2 separate regions of the Gossypium hirsutum genome follow, and region 1 is linked to region 2. Evidence: chromatin contacts called from public Hi-C data. All regions are on one chromosome and are shown on one strand. The core of a region is the stretch at or near the end of the contact, and the rest is flanking DNA. Distances in the headings are between cores, read along the strand shown. Region 1 holds the start of LOC107899575 (BRASSINOSTEROID INSENSITIVE 1-associated receptor kinase 1-like). Region 2 has its middle 20 kb from the start of LOC107940743.

Evidence for each region. Hi-C and Micro-C count contacts between places; a contact is called where the count stands out from the background.
Region 1: a Hi-C map of leaf shows a contact between it and region 2, with 1.6 times the contacts expected there. The contact joins the promoter of LOC107899575 here to the enhancer-like site in region 2. A contact is called at or near these places in 12 of 34 Hi-C or Micro-C datasets (callus, hypocotyl and leaf).

Annotation. Positions count from the first base shown.
Region 1 is chrA03:108,845,774-108,849,755 of Gossypium_hirsutum_v2.1, reverse strand. It overlaps LOC107899575 (BRASSINOSTEROID INSENSITIVE 1-associated receptor kinase 1-like), which reads right to left and starts at 2,273. Exons shown (of 11, transcript NM_001326878.1): 1 at 2,129-2,273; 2 at 1,083-1,215; 3 at 927-998; 4 at 159-302. The coding sequence starts at 2,222.
Region 2 is chrA03:108,770,652-108,774,699 of Gossypium_hirsutum_v2.1, reverse strand. No RefSeq gene overlaps it. Among protein-coding and RNA genes, the nearest start is that of LOC107940743, 20 kb to the right of the region's middle. Within about 2 kb of position 1,734, at least 7 of the 9 cell types and tissues checked have an H3K27ac peak or open chromatin away from gene starts, as enhancers often do. A contact at or near this core is called in hypocotyl and leaf, where this site is marked.

The sequences.
Region 1 (3,982 bases), core at 1,024-3,523, 75 kb before region 2:
CATTTTTAATAATAAAACCATTTAAATGTCCAGTTTAGCTAGCAATATCCCAATGCATATAACCTTCCAACAATACTAAGCAAATATTTCTAAAAAGCAAGGGCACACAAAAAAAATTGATAAAATTAGCCACATGAAAATGTAAAATGAGTTCGTACAAGAAACGGAGTTTTTTAAGCTGGCCCAGAGTAGTCGGGATGTCTCCAGTTAATTTATTCAAGTAAAGATCCAAGCTCACCAATTCCGTCAAATTCCCCAGCTCGTCTGGGATCGTCCCAGATATGTTATTACTATAAAGCTCCCTGTTATTTAAAAAAAAAAAAATTCATTTAGTAATTCTTGGACAAAAAAGTTCAATCATAGCACATATCCAAGTAACTTTATACGGAACATGCAACTAAATCCAATGGAATACAAGCATCTTAAAGATTAAGATGGAAAAACAAATAAACAGAGAAAAAAAAAAGAGCATGGAAAATCAGTGCTTACAACCATGTCTACTTTTCCTAGGGTGGATGCATTGTTGTCAGGGCGCAGAACCAAGCACAAAGGTACAGCGCCAGATAAAGTTGTGACCTCAAAAATCTCAAGCAAGGTCCTTGCACCTTGAATAGGGGTTCTAAGATCTAGAGTGCACCTTGTGCCCTTGAGGAGTACTTGAAACTTTGAGTTTAAATCAGGCATTCTAGAAAGTTTTGTTTATTTGATTTTACACAGTTATGAATTTAAGAAAAATGATTCCAAATGAAAACTACCTCACGGGAAATTATCTAAAGGGAGTCCTAATCAATCGAGAATGTAATTAACTATTTGGCAATGCATGCAGGTACTCTGATTTTCCTTTATTTATTCATCTTTTTCCGCTTAAAATAATTACAATAATCTGGGGCAGCATGTATTCACCAAGTTCAATATCATCAACTTACAAATACTGCAAATTTGGAAGTGACCCGAGCTGTGGAACCAGTTGACCAGTGAGATTTGCATTCCCAAGATCACTAAATTCACAAAAGGGCAAACATTTAATATTGTGAAACTAGGAACTCAAATTACAACAATGACAGTAGCAAAAATAAACTTACACTCTTGTTACACTATTTTCACTATTACATGTAACATGAAACCATGTGCAAGGATTAACAAGGGTTGGGTCCCAACTTTGTAACACATTATTAGGGTCAACCATATTGGTCTTCAATGCATTCAAAGCATCACCTGTTTCATAAAAAACAAAGCAATGGATCATTGGAGGCTGCAAAACATCAACCAGTATATATATCTTCGGATAAAATATAGCTAATATAGGAACGTGAAGAACTTTCTTAATTACTGTAACTACTTGTGAATCAAAGAAGTGTGTTTCTCATATTTGTAACAGCGGGGGACTTCAAAAAGGAATTAGGGTAAAGAACATTTCAGAAAAACTCCAATGCAAATAAAGCCATATGATAAAACCAGTTTCCGGGGGAAGGGGGGGGGGAGCGCTAATTGTGTACAATTTGGTACTCATAAAACTTATTTCTACATTAATTACGTGATATTTTCATAAATATACATTCTTAATTTTCATATAATTACTTTTCCTTGTAGCATGAATATTATTATAAAAATATATGTTAAGTATTTATAGTTGCTAGTTTTCAATATTATTATATATACTTCAATTTTCTAGCTTAAGGCTTCTTGATCCCTAATTTTGATTCCTTGCTACCTCCCTGAAATATTGAGAAGGACAAAAACTTCAACATAACTTGTAAGGTCCAACACATGAAAACAAAATTCACAGTCGTCAGGCATCGGTGAAGACAATTAGACAAAGCATTGGTTTACTACACCAAACTGAGTATCAAAATCGAGAATCAGAATGTAAATTATATCCAAAAATTTCGAAGAAAAATCATTAAGAAGCGTGCAACTATGCCTACAGTCAAATCAATTAGTACACTGAAGCTAATTGAAATTTGAAACAAGCAGTCAACCTTATTCCACTAGTAAACCAATCAAATAGCTACTAAACTGAAAACCTTCTAATCTCGACCTATAAACAATAATTCCATTTTAAAAAAGTCGGAAAACAAAAATAAATGAATAAAAGAGGAAAAAAAGAGAGAAAATAGTGATAACAAACCTTCGGCATTTCCTGCAACTCTGAAAGCCAAATCAAACACGAAAATCAACCATAAACAAAAGGAAATCAATCGCTGCGTCATATTTTCCTTCATTTTTGCCTACTTTTGTTTTCAAAGAGCTAAATCCCCAAATTCATCATCAATCATCCACTTGACGAATCGCGGAAACATCAATTCAGTCTAAAACGAACATCACAAATCACACACATATCGGCCGTTGACCGAATCAACGAGCAAATAATTCAAAAAAGAAAAGAAAACAGCACGATACACTTCGAAAAAGACTCTTCTGTAATCTAAATCCAAAAGAGAGAATAGAAAATGCTCAAGATTCCAGCAAAATTCTTGATTCTATTTCTCTCACTTGACTTCTACAAGGTAATTATCCCTCTTTTTTTTTTTTTTGCAGTGTTTTGGGGCAAATTGAAGAGAAAGAGGGAGAGAGAGAAAATTATGTTGTGTTTGGTAAGGGGAAAGAAAAAGAAAGGAAGAATCGGAGTTATTTTTATTTTTTTCTTTTATTTTTCAACTATGAAAAATACTTTTTTAAAGAAAATTATGAAAAAAAAAATTTATAGTAGACTGGGTTTTTTCAAACATTTTTGTTTGGCTTAGTCAAAGTAGCATTAAGTCAGCAAAATGTGGTTTCAGGGAGAATTAAAAAAATTTACTAATTACGTTATTATTACACTATGATTAATATTATTATTAGAGATTTATTTGAGAGATATACAGCTTAATGAAATGAAAAAAAAAAAGGGAATTAAAAGGAAAAGCGGAAGCCGGTCAAAGACGCACGCTTCAAAACAACTGGTCCCCACTGTTTGTTCGTTTCTTTCCTTCTTTCCTTATATTTAAAATCTATGTTAATTTTGGTATATTATTGTATTTGCATGTTGTTTTTGATCGCCTAACTTGGGATGAAGAAAAAAAAAATAGGACTAATTGCACAAAGATTCAAATTTTAAATGTTTTAATTGAATTTTATCTATTAATCAGATTCAGTTTAATGTCAATTTAAATATTAAAATGTTAGTTAGTATTTAAAGTAAGGTACTACATAAATATAAATTTAGCTTTTAACAATTTTTTTGTCACTTTTATTTTAATTTTTTATCAATTAAATATTTAAATTTCAAATTTTAATCAATTTGTTTTTTGTTGAATGTAAAAGATGATTAAACTATTAAAATTTTAACAGTACTAACGGGCAGCTCGCATGATAATTTAAAAAGTTTAAATTATCGGTTTAATAAGTACAAACGTGTTTGAAATATGCTCTATATCAAATCTAAGATATTTAATGTCCAAACTCAATCCAACTAGCAAAACAACTTAATTAATATAATTTTACTATTTGATAACTTAATTATAATCATTTTAAATTGAAATATTAATTTGAAATTTATACCACAATTATGAACATTTAAGATATTTAACTCAAAAACTTTATAAAAGCTATGACTAAAATTTTTAAAATAATTATACAAACTAGAACTCCAATTGCATTCCCAAAAAAAAGTTGAATTCATTTATTATTTCAAACAATCAAGAAGATAATTAGCTGCAAATTAAATAAATTTCCATTTTTTTATGTTTACTCTCTGTCTCAATTACTTTTATTTAGCCAAACCTCAACCTCCCTCTTAAAACAAAACCTTAACCGTAGAGGTAAAGGCTCAATCGAGGCGAGATAAAACGTTTGAAAAAATTCGAGTTAGTTGAGTTGATAAATTTTATTTATTAATTAAATTCAATTTAATTTTTTTAAATAAATAGAATTCTAGTCAAGTCGAATCGAATATATTTGTTTAAGTTAATTTTTAAAAAAATCTAAAAATAATTATAAAAAT
Region 2 (4,048 bases), core at 485-2,984:
TTCAATACAACTTTTTGTCACAATAGTATTTGTTTTTCAATAATTATTATTATTTAAAAAATACCAAAATTTAATTTTTGACTAAGCGCAGATCAAATTTGAATTATTTATTGAATCATAATAATATAATAAAAGCTAAAGAACTTTATTAGTCTTTCCTATGACTATACCGATTAAGACAAGTCTTTAATTATATTATTACTATTAGTAAAATAAATATGAAAGACTTTAAAGTATTATGGAAATTGGAAAATAGAATGTATTTAAATTAAAATTGTTAGTGCATGTCGCATTGAAAACTTAAGATATTATTTGTCTTGATTTTGTTTTTAGGGTTGGATGAGAGTTTAAGGTATTTTTTAAATAATTGAAGAATAAAATTATTATTATTGAAAAGTGATTTATTTTTAAAATTTCATTTTTAAAATTAGATTGTATGTAAATGTATGGTTACTCACCAAAAGGCAACATGAGTGTCTCACTTTTGATGGGATTCGAATACCTGACTAATATCATAGATATTAATTATACATCTTCTTCGGATAATTAATATAATCATAGATGGATATATGTATGTTTTGGATGAAAATACATATAAAGCCCTTTACAACAGATATATACTTGATGATCAATTCACATCGGGTCAATCCATGAAATCATTGGAAACAAACAAAAAATCCGCTGGAAACTAGCTAGTGTTCCATTGCAGCAGCTAGAGCATATCATATGCTGATGCCTGATGCTGAATTGGCTGGGTTTTGACAAAACGAGACAGCTACAGGTTTTCAACATTTTCTTTAGAAGCTTTTGGGCTGATTTGCTTGTAACTTTGATGTTGTATGAATAAGGTTTTCAACAATATTAGTTCATCATGGTCTCTGCTTTACAAAATCTACCTCCATGTTATAACCAAACCAAAGCTAAGCAAATAATTCAGAAGCCTGCCATCCAGTCAAAGTACCTTTTGTCATATACCCTATTACAGTCCATTTATTTTAAAGGGTAAACCATATCCAAGCTTCTGCCATCCAGTCAAAGTACCTTTTGTCATATACCCTATTACAGTAAACCATATCTTACGTTTTAATTACTTTATTTCAAAAAGTAAAAAAAAATTATCATTGAACTATTTGAAAGTTTTTATTAAAGTTGATAGATTGTTAATTATTTAAAAAAAAAATCGGCTTGTAAGTTCCAAGTGATGGTTTGATAATCAGTATAGTGGATTAGTATCTATCGACGAATAGTAGAAAATAACCTAGATTTATGTCAATCTACAGTTAGTGTCGGAGATCGAAAAAGAAAATTGTTTGGATATTTGTTTACAGATTTAAGGCTGTTCCATGAAAAAAAAGCCGAACTATAAAAGAAAAGAGGAATGAGAGTTTTCTATTCGTGCAAACGATGCAAAGAAAGAAGGCTATATAGTGATTTTAACAACTCAATGACTTCAATAAAAAATTTATATAATTCAATGACTATTTTATAACTTTTTAAAATTTAATGACCAAAACATAAACTTACTAATAGTTTAATAATTTTGGTGCACTTTACCCTTTGTTTTAATTGCAGCAGTGACAAACCATGCAGGGTAGATTTCTTTGCTAAAAATATTTGCCATAACTTCAATTAGGACCAGCCCATTTGCTTTACAGTCCAGCTCCAAGCCTCAGCCCTTTGGAAGTCGAACGTAACTATGATATAAAAAGATCATTAGCTAGCCAACCGAGAGCTGCTGAGGCTCAGTACCTACAGCCTATAAGCCCACCGGGCAGCGGCTGCCGCCTTGCCTTGGGTCCTCAGGACGTACGTCCCTCACCTTTTTTTTAGATATCTATTTTACTAATCATATTTGGAGCTTGTGTATGTTCTTTTTAATATTATTATTTTTGGAGTTTAAATATATATTTTTTAAAATGTGATATATTTTATTATTACATCCAATTATTTATAATTTTTTTATAAGTCGAAACTAATTTTAATGAGTTAGCTAAATGTATATAAATGGAGTATAAAGTAACAATAATGATTCCAAATTACCAAGTAGAAATATCTATGCAAGTCACAATAATAATGATTCCAACTTACTACATAGAGTATAAAGTAAGCAAAAGTTTATTATACGCCGTGACATATCAATAAAAATAAAAAGAATAATGCAAATCTTTTGCTGGTGGGGGTTAGGGAATTTGTATCAATTCAGTTTCACAATCATAGCCCTTTTTCTTTCTCCATTATGAATCCCATCAAATAACCACCATCCTTGAAGGGCTTCATTTTGCCTAGGTGGACCACACCGATCCACCATAGCATTGGTCCTTAAGATTTCATTTGAATTAGGTTAAATTTGCTCTTTGTTCCTTCACTTTATAAAAGTTGTAGATTTAGTCCTTATACTTTAATTTGGTCATTTTAGTCTCTTCACTTTTTAAATTTTAAAAATTTCAATCATCACCAAATGATAATTGTTCATTAAGTTTTGTAGTTTCTAAATTTTGATGGGGCAAACATATTATCACATGTTTAATCCCATAATAACTTTTTATTTTCACATATTACTTACTAAAAATCCAGTTAATAAATTAACTACTATCATTTGCGTCAAACCAAAAATTTAAAATTCGAAAAGTACAGGGACTAATAGTAAAATTTAACCTTTAAATTATAGAGTTTAAGGTTATTTACATGTTTTCATAATATTTTATGAGAGATATTTAGTGTTTTGTTAGAGCATAAATTTCTTGCATCGTCACTTAATAACAACAAGATAAATTATAAAACCCGTAACTCAAAAAACAAAAAAGAAAAAGAAAAAGTAATAAATAGATACTAATAATAAGTATAAATTATAAATCCGAAACTTGAAGCTTAATATAAATCTTAAATCTTAAATTTTAAACCATCAAATCGTAAACTCTAAATTTAAAACTTGAAATTAAAAAAATCAAATTATGTTGTTATTAGTTGAATAATTTTTCTTTAGTCAGTTTAATATTCTATATTTAAATTCTGTGCATATGGATAATTATATATATCTCTCCCCTAGGCATTGTCACGGATGTTCACGTCAAAATAGCAGATAGACTTCGATGCTGTATATCAGTCATGTATCGATAGCAGGAAAAAGGAATGATTGGATAAAATCCGAAGTCCACATTCAATATATAAACCAAGTGGGAGGAGCCCCACATCTATTAGTGGTCACAAGGCCAAAAGCAAAAAAGAAAGTGGGGGCAATGAGATAGCAGGTCAGACCAAGTTGCTGAATAGCTTTAGTGCTAAGTTAGTCGTTTGTATTTGTTTAGTATTAACATTATAGCCATTAAACCAACAAGCAGGCTATCAGGCACTCCACTTATTCCCACAAGAAAATAAGTACAGTTTTTTCTTTTATACTGCATGGAAACTTGGGGGGGGGGGGGGAACAGACAAAATGAGCCAACCCTTGTGACTTAATATCCGAGTCATGGATTCAGGCACCTCGTGATCTTTGATTTTTGTACATATATTTTTCAATTATTTTGACCTTATTTAGGAATTAGGATAGAGTTAGCTAGGTAGAGTAAAGCACAAAAAGAGACGAATAAAACAAAAGGTTGACTGATGAACCGCCTCCAAAAATGGCCAATGAGCAATGATTTTGCCTTCGGCATTGGCTTAGAAAACATTAGATGATTATTATGTGAATGAGAAGCAAATACTTTCCGCCCATGTGAGTGTTTACCTGCCTTTTAGACTTACAGGATAACAATGGAAACATCCTACGTACCTTTTTATGCTTGAATAAAAACTAAAATATTATCCGTATAATTATGTTTTTGGTCCTTTAAATTTGATTACGTGATATTTTAATATTAAAAAATTTTTAAATTTAACATAAAAGAGAACAAAAACATCATAGTCCAAATCTTGTCCAGTCAACAAATTTATTCCTTGGCTCTATTTTCTTTCTTTGTTTTTTTTTTCAAACATAACATAAACATCATAGTCGTTTTTGTTTTTTCCCTCATTTATTTATTATTTATTGGGACACATGTTGATCAATGTC